2 separate regions of the Mus musculus genome follow, and region 1 is linked to region 2. Evidence: chromatin contacts called from public HiChIP or PLAC-seq data. All regions are on one chromosome and are shown on one strand. The core of a region is the stretch at or near the end of the contact, and the rest is flanking DNA. Distances in the headings are between cores, read along the strand shown.

Region 1 (4,412 bases), core at 1,032-3,531, 360 kb before region 2:
AAAAGGCCGTGGCCACTAATTTTTTTTTTTTGTTTTGTTTTGTTTTTTTTTTTGTTTTTTTTTGTTTTTTTTTTTTTGTTTTTGTTTTTGTTTTTCGAGACAGGCTTTCTCTGTATAGCCATGGCTGTCCTGGAACTCAAAAATTCACCTGCCTCTGCTTCCCACGTACTGGGATTAAAGGCGTGTACCACCACGCCCGGCCCGTGGTCACTTCTGAGTCCAAAGTTAAGTTATACCTGGACAGAAACAGAACATTTCCTGTTCTACTATCTCAAAACCAGAAAGAATCTTCTGTGTTTGTTAAAGAAAGTTTGCAGAGGAATATAAAGGAAAAAAAGAAAGAAGAATAATTCTACCACCAAACCTGTTGATGGATATTTTATAGCAGATTCGATGACTACTATATAATAAATGTAAGTGTCCCAATAAAACACAAAACGATATATATATTAGAAAAGTGAGAGTTTGGTAGATGGCCATAGGTGCCTGTAGCTCTGAGTTCATTGGTGGCAGCAATGGGGTATGCTGATGTAATTTAATTTAACCAATTTTTAATTTCCTCTGCTAAGTATGTAAATGTTTTATTCTTAATTATATATGCGCACTATGTATTTATATTTTAAGAAATGTTTGTGTTTTAATTATGTGCGGGTATCTCTGTGTGGGTATGTGAATGTGAGCACAATATTCTGAAGGCCAGGAGAGGGCGTGGCTGAAGGCCAGGAGAGGGTGTGGCCCCTCTGGGGGGCTGGAGTTATAGGTCTTTTAAGATGATAGGTTTAAGTACACTGTAGCTGTCCTCAGATACTCCAGAAGAGGGCATCAGATTTCGTTATGGATGGTTGTGAGCCACCATGTGGTTGCTGGGATTTGAACTTGGGACCTTCGGAAGAGCAGTCAGTGCTCTTAACCACTGAGCCATCTCGCCAGCCCCGAGTTATAGGTCTTTGTGAGCCACTGGATGCTGGGACTTGAACTCAGGTCCTCTTCAAGAGCAGCCTGTGCTCTGCTCTTAACTGCTAAGCTGTCTCTCCAACCCTTGTATTTGAAATTTTTGAAACGGGATCTCATGCTGAAGTCCAGGAAGGCCCAGCACTCAAAATATAATTGCAATGCTGAGATGATAGGTGTAAGTCTCCAGCCTGGCTTTCTGTTTTATTTTTTTAAGAGTAGAGTAGACGCTTTGTGAGGAATGATGTCACGTCTCTTCATTGTACTCGAATAATCATGCACTACTTAATAACAGCAATTTCTCGCACTTGCGGCTAGTTTTGCTCTCTTGCGTGTTCCTTTGAGGGGAGCTGTAGTAGTCTCATCTGTGATGGAGAGTTTGGGGAAGGGAATTATTTTGTGGATTTTATTATTGTTTTTAAGGCTTTCATTCCATAACCCAGGCTAGGCTTGAAATTATGATCTTTCTGCTTCAGCTCCGTAAGAGTCCGGGGATTACTGGTTTGAGTGGCCACACCTGCCTAAGAATGACATCTTAGCTGTGGTTTTCCTGTGGGCTAACAATGACTTTATATATCCAGCCATCCATTCATCCTTAAATAGTCACCATTGGTGACCCAGCACACCCCTTGGGGCTGTTCTGCTAGCTTTAACAGAAAACAAGATAAATAAAACATTTTATTCCACCCCACAGCTTTCGTCGTCTGGTTACCCTGGCAACAGACTTGGAGTCTGCACTGTCAGATAACACACAGTCCACACTTGCAACCTGGACAGGACCTGGAGATAGCTCAGCGAAAGGTGTTGCCTGAGTGTAAGCTACCCAAGAGGTTTCCATTATTCCTTGAAACCAGTCATGTCTCCACAAACAAGGTTTCCACCCCAGAAAGCTGAGGCTCCAGGGCTTAAATGAATAGCATCCCGCAAGGGGTATGAAAGACAATCTAAATGTTATAAGGAGAAATGTCACGTTTTCATTAACTTTTATGTATAGATTTAATCCCTCTCTTATTAGGGTTATGTTTAAATCATGCTAGGATTATTGGCAGCACAGTGTAAATGTATCTGTCTTATGAATGAACACACATGTTGAGTGTCGTGGAGCGCTCAGAGTTTACCAATCCTGTCCTGCATCTTTGCTGAGCCACACATAATGCCCTGCGACAGGCTTACCGGGCCAGCTTTCCAAAGCCAGTGAGGTCTGTTTGGATCTGATGACTGAGAAGAGAATTGCTCATGATTTATGATGATAACATTTGAGGCAGGTGAGCGGACCCTCCACGACGGCCTGATACACCTTGTTGAGGGTTGGCTAATTGCTGCAAGGCATGATGGGAAATACCTCACAATGGGCGTGTCTTCCTTTTTTTTTTTTTTTTTTTTCTGTAGTCATAGCACTGGGCCATAAAAAGACAGCTTAGTGACTGAATACAGATAGTCATCCAGGGACCAAGATGGCTGGCGATGCTTGTGGCTTCCGCAACTGGTCCAGGCTCTATCCAGAAGGTAACTGAAATCTCGGTGAGGTGGCACAGGCCTGTATGACTAGCAAGGCAGGAGCATAATGAATTCCAAGCCAACATGAGCTCTGTTTTCAAACAAACGATCTGAAGACAATAACACGCGAAGCTCAGAGAGGAGAAGACAGCTTAAACACGTGGTGGCCAGGTCTGTCTGAGTGTCTCACCTTCAGTTCCAGTCAAAGGTGTTGCAAGTAGCTTTTGCTACCCTGCCCAGGATCCGGGAATGGGCAGCGCTACCAGCCCCCACCCAGCTTCCCAGGAATCCACAGATAAAAGACACAGACACACAGTTGTTCAATTTCAATCTGCCTTTTGATACAATTGCTGGGCGATACTATCTCCCGCCAGGAAAAGCTTGCCCTCATCAATATTCTTATCTCCGCACTTCTCCACCTGCCCTCAGATTTAGTAGCTCAGTTACATCCTACTTAATCACTTCCGACTTCCCTGCCTGTGGGAGTGGTCACATACGGCTGCTCCACCCAAGATCTCACGGGGCTGGTCACCTTTTCTTCATCAGAAGCACCAGGAACTCTGGTCTCTCCTTGCCTCTCGGGACCTGGAAGTCCTGCCTATCTCTCCTGCCCAGTGATTGGCCCATGGCGTCTTTACTGAGAGACCAAGAACCAATTGGGGGAACAGGACCACCCATACACAAAGGTTCTGTTGCCAGAATATAACAGGTAACCCTGCTTGTTAGCAGGAAGCCGGAGAAGAGGGCTGGCTGCAGGCTGGCCGTGGAGAGGCCTTTGGATGCTTTTTTGGTTCACGGGGGAAATGACTTTCCAAGCCTCAGTTTGCCTGCTATTGAGAATTGGTTTGCTCCCTTTTTCACGACATCTGGTTACTATGCCATTTTACCCAAGACAGTAAACCTAACAGTAACATGGTGCCTGGCCTGGGGGCTTATTGTTTCTATGGAGAGTCAGTTTCTCACCTCAAGGGTTGATATATCAGATATCCTGCATCTCAGATATGTACATTATGATTCGCAACAGTAGCAACATTACAGTTATGAAATAGCAATGAAATAATTTAATGTTAGGGGGTTACCAAGACATGAGGACTGTATCAAAGGGTCTCAGCGTTAGGAAGACTGAGCTCCAATGTCTTAGAGGGTCCCAGGTGACCTCCAGGTTTCCCCTGGAGGGACCACTGAAGGTGGCCTTTTTGGAACCAGACCCTTGAATGCAGTCTAGGCCTATGACTGAGTGTCCCCCCACTGTCCTCAGAGCCAGTGTGCATAGGCCTTCCCACTTGATCAGGGGAAATTCGGAGAGTTTTACAAACAAGAATACATCTGCTGAACTGGCTCACTCCCTATTTGGAAAGACTGCAGCAATTCCTTGGCAGAAAGGATCCTGGCAACCTGCCTCAAACAGAGGCCAATAGATGGTCTGGGCCCATGCAGGGAGCCTGGCATCTTTTGGATAAAGTAATACACAGGGCATGACTGTTTCCATTTCCAAACAGCTTAACCCTGAGTGATGGAGACAGTTGTGTCCTGTGAACCTTCTATTGCAAAACCCTCATGTGATGCCGCCTGCTGTTTATAGCCTTCCATTGTGTGGAGCTCTGGTCCGTGACAGGGCTGCAGTGTCCTTCTCAGGAGCACACCAAGATGACTTTGTACTTATACCAAGTGTATTTATACATCATCTTTCAAAACTATTTTTATTACCTAAACTATAATAAATTTTGGCATCTACCATACTCTGAAGTTCATTATTTAGTTCTTCATCTACCTGTGTGATGGTTTGTATATCCTTGTTCGCCTACCTGTCCACTCCCTCACCTATTCATCTGTCTATTCACACATCTATATACCAATATACTCCACCATCCATCCATCTACCCACTCATCCATCCATCTATCCATCTACCCACGTAACCATCCATCTACTCACTCATCCATTCATACATCCACTCATTCATCCA
Region 2 (4,534 bases), core at 423-2,922:
TCTGGATGGGAATAGATATCCTATGGACATCAGTCATGGTCTCATGTGACTTTGTTTCCCACGATACAGTAATGTGTATAAAGGCTATGAGAAATTTATTCAGGGCTGGTGTGGTAGAGACCTGCAGGCCTCCCAATTTCTAACTTTTGCCTCTGAGTCTTCTTTTCTGCCTTTCCTGTAATCATCCCCACTTTCCGCTCATTGGACTGTTCGACCTGGCACAGGACCAGTGTAATATATCAGGTACATGTCCGTGAAGCGAGTTTCTTGATGTCAACCTTGGACCTCCACAGGCATTTGTACACTTCTACATGCACGTCCACTCACACACCAGCACCACAACATGCAAGCACACATACACATACATGCACATATGCAGAGGCAAAAATGTACTGTCATATTAGGCAAGACTTATTGCTTGGTGTGTTGCACGTTCAAAAGAACGATGCAGGAAAGCTTTTCAAAAGACCTCCTTGTTTCCTCTTATAATGGATTCTAGTAGCAGGCATACTGATAGCAGTGTCCATTAAGGAGACTTACAACATTTCTTCTAGGTATTCAGTGCAGTCAGTCTTTAAAATATTGGTAAGCTTAGAACTGAATCCTAACCTGAGGGCAGTGGTCATGTGTTTGTTTCTGAGACTACCAACTTTCTTTCACACATGGAACACATAATTAAGACGCTTCGAATTGAATGTCAATCACTATTTTAATAATAACATTATTACCAACATTATTGAATGCCTACTATATTAACATCTTGTGGGACTTTCGTGATTTAAAAGTCCTGTTATGTGAGGAGGGTCTACCCATCATTTTCATTGTACTGGTAAGATAATAGAGGCTTAGGGAATACCTTAGTTAGCTTTTTGTTTTTGTTTTTGTTTTTGTTTTCTGCGTAGAGACATCACGATCAAGGAATCTGTTATAAAGAAAAACTTTTATTGGGGGCTGGCTTACAGTTTCAGAGGTTCAGTCCATTATCATGGTGGGAAGCATGGCAGCGTCCAGGCAGATGTGGTGCTGGAGAAGGAGCTCGGAGTTCTGCATCTTCATCCACAGGCAGCAGCAGCAGATTGTGTACCATACTGGGTTTAGGTGGAGCATAGGAGACCTCAACGCCCGCCTCCACAGTGACACACCTCTTCTAACAAGGTCACACCTCCTGCAATAAGGCCACACCTCCTAGTAGGGCCACTTCTGATGGGCCAACCATTCAAACACATGAGTCTATAGCAGGGGTGGGGTGTGTGTGTGTGTGGGGGGGGCGGAGGTTGGCAGGACATTCCTATTCAAACCACCACAGGGAATGTTGCAGTCTGAATGTGAAATCTTTCCCACTGGCTTAGGTACTCAAGATGGTGGCACCGTTTGGAAAATTGTGGAACATTTTGGAGGCGGATCCTTTCTGGATGAAATACAACAGTAGAAGTGGGCCTTGAAGTTTTATAAGCAAGCCCCTCTCCCCTTGCTCTCTGAGCTTCTTCACTGTCCAGACAATGTGAACAGCTGACTTCTCACTCCTAAGGCGGTGCTTGCGTGATGACCTATCTCCCCTGGAGCTGGGAGTCAGAGTAGACGCTCCTTTTCTTAAGTGGCCTGTGCTAGCTTTACTTCTCTGTGACAACTATGAGAAAACATAGTGACTTAGTGACTCACAGGAAGTTAGACAGCCATGCAGTAGCTGGAGGGAGATCTCCAATCTGGAAGCCCTGCAGTTCCTTAGGAGCTTCACTGTGTACCACTGTAAGGGTACTGGCCCCAAAGGCTGACGCTCTTTCTCTGGATCTTTATTTTTAACCCTTCAGGAAGTTTACGATTCGTCACAGCATTCAGTGGAGTGTATTCAAGCTCCGTGCCAACTTGCAGGCATCCCAGCCCCTTCTGGGCATCACCCTTTCTTTACACGTTTTCTGTTCCTTCAAAGAGATTCGCTCTTTGAATTCAGCACAGGCTGTCTTGCATTAGTGATTTATGTCATCTCTAAAATACTGTTATGCTCAACAACATCACAATATATTGTGTGACAACAGGAGTCAAGACAGGGGGAAAATGGGGGCCCATTCATTGCAGTGCCAGCTGAAACATAGATAAAAGAATAAATATTTGCCAACTACGAAGGAGCTCAACTCAATAGGGAGAGCGCCATTGTACTTCTGATCCTGCGGGAATGCCAAACAATGCAAAAATGGGAGAGAAAATAAAACCTAATTGAGTGTTTGACTTCATTACATTAATACATCTCCGTGGTGTTCATTTAATCAGACAATTACAAGTGACAAGATAAAGTAGCACTGAATTCCCTCCACATGAATAAAAAGCAATTTTGGATTATCTTGCTGCATTGAAGTCTCATCACACAGAGTTCGGGTTCTTTCTCTCCCATTTAGCTGGGGAAAACTGTAATTGCTCTAACTGGTTTTGATTGACTAACTGCCTTCTGAGCACCATAAATACAGACGTCAGCACAGCGAGCCCTGAATGTTTATTTCTATGATCCTTCACTGGATATTGACAATCTGACCCATGAACCCGCCAGCAGGTAATCTCATAGATCATTTTCTCTCTAGGAGATTCCCGTGGCTGGGCAGGTTTGTCAATATTGCTCGCAGAGGGTTTTGATCAAGGGACGCTTTGTAATTGTCTGGAAGACACATTAAACACCTCGCTTTCCGTGGTGTTTCAAAGACAGAGCCATCACTTCAAGTGTGAATTGTGCACACCAAGATTTTTTTCCCCCTTATCTGGCTATTTTAAAAAAGTGTGTCTCAGGTCCTTGCCACCTAGAAAATTCACTGTCATATAAATATGATTCTATTCGCTAGCTCATCAAATCAGTATTTGAAAAAAAATCCCTACCTGGCAAGTCTTTTTAAATGGAAAGAATTCAGCTGATAAATGAGCCACTCCAGTAGCCCTTGCCTTGGAAATGTCTCTGTACGTTTTCCTGTTCCTGTCTATCTGGCGTGGCTACACATTAATGATGCTATATTGACAATGTACAAGAGATAATCCACAAAAGCAGCCTGACATTTTATACCTGATTTAGTTCATCTTGTGTTGCTATAACTGTTGCTATAGTCTAATTAGTAAAGAAAAGGTACTTATTCGCAGAATGTGGTAGCACCTGCCTGTAATTATAGCATTCAGGAGAATGAGGCAGGAGAGACATGTTTTTGTTTGTTTTTTGTTTTTTGTTTTTGGTTTTTTTTTTTTTTTTTTTGGTTTTTGTTTTGTTTTTGTTTTCTGAGATAGGGTTTCTCTGTGTAGCCCTGACTGTCCTGGAACTCACTCTGTAGATCAGGCTGCTCTCTAACTCAGAAATCTACCTGCCTCTACCTCCCAAGTGCTGGGATTAAAAGCGTGCACCACCACTGCCCACCTTACAAAATTCATTCTTAAATACTTGATCAGGTGAAGGTCTCTGGTGATGTCATGCCAAGGCAGAGTGTGCCACAAGGTGACACATCAGCCACCATCAGCTTGGAACTCTCTTTCTGTAAAGCTACCAGTCCCAATCTGCTGGTCCAACTTGGAGTCTTTATCCAATTTTAATTACCCATCTCTAAATACTATGAACACATGAGTTCATATCCACAGCATGGAAACTGAGGGGCCCACCTGAACAATAGATACACATTCATGATTCTCTGGTTTTGTTGTTGTTGTTTTGTCTTTTCTTATGTTATGTGTGAGACAGTGCATGCTTCCCTGTTGAATTGGCCTCAGTGTGACTTGTAGAGTCTTTATGGATGGCTCTTTGCTGTATGTCACTGAGGCACAGTCTTCCTGAACCCAGAGCTTGCAATTCAGTTGGCACAGTTAACCAGCTGGTCCTAGACACCCTGTCACTGTTCAGCTCCTAAGGGCTGGGATCGTAGACCACTACGTCTACCTGGACTTTATGTGGATTTGTTTCCTTTCGTGTGTGTGTGTGTGTGTGTGTGTGTGTGTGTGTGTGTGTGTGTCTGTTCACAGAGGCCAGAGAGAATTGTCAGGTTCTTTGGAGATCAAATTACAGATGATTGTGATCAACCTGATGTAGGTGCTTGGAACCAAAACCAAGTCCTCTGCAAAGAGAAATTGGCCTTCCTAGCCCCTGGCTCATCTTTCTAACGCCCAATTCTGGCCTTCATGTTTGTGCTTTAAGAGATCATCAAATGCTTACCCTCATCCCTCTCTCCAGCTACTGTTCTTTTCTTTCGTAAAAACAACTCAGCAGAAGGTGGGAATTTTTGATGGATCAAATGCATGGAACCTTAAACGACAGTATGAGATTGCTTTAAGTGTGGGTTAGGTGATACCCTGGGGGCAAGAATCTTCGGGGAAGTTACAGAGGAAAATGAAGGGTATTCCTTGGACCACTCCATCATTCATATATATATATATATATATATATATATATATATATATATATATATCCTATACAGGATATTGAGGCCTAACTGAAATACTTGCTCAGTTTCTTCTGTTCTCAAGACTTTTTTCTTCCCATATTCTTTTTTGGTGCCATGGTTGCCAAGACTTTTCATCA

Evidence for each region. HiChIP or PLAC-seq counts read pairs in DNA pulled down with a chosen protein or histone mark.
Region 1: a contact with region 2 is called in an H3K27ac HiChIP or PLAC-seq map of trophoblast stem cells, with 5 times the contacts expected there. The contact joins the promoter of 4930423B08Rik here to the enhancer-like site in region 2. A contact is called at or near these places in 2 of 484 Hi-C or Micro-C datasets (B cells and the HL-1 cell line) and 1 of 115 datasets of contacts at active chromatin or transcription factors (trophoblast stem cells).

Annotation. Positions count from the first base shown.
Region 1 is chr10:69,326,130-69,330,541 of GRCm38.p6, reverse strand. 4930423B08Rik (a long non-coding RNA gene) reads left to right here and starts at 2,281. Exons shown (of 2, transcript XR_380547.3): 1 at 2,281-2,457; 2 at 3,948-4,187.
Region 2 is chr10:68,966,034-68,970,567 of GRCm38.p6, reverse strand. No RefSeq gene overlaps it. Among named protein-coding and RNA genes, the nearest start is that of Gm33035, 66 kb to the left of the region's middle. Within about 2 kb of position 1,672, at least 12 of the 459 cell types and tissues checked have an H3K27ac peak or open chromatin away from gene starts, as enhancers often do. A contact at or near this core is called in trophoblast stem cells, where this site is marked.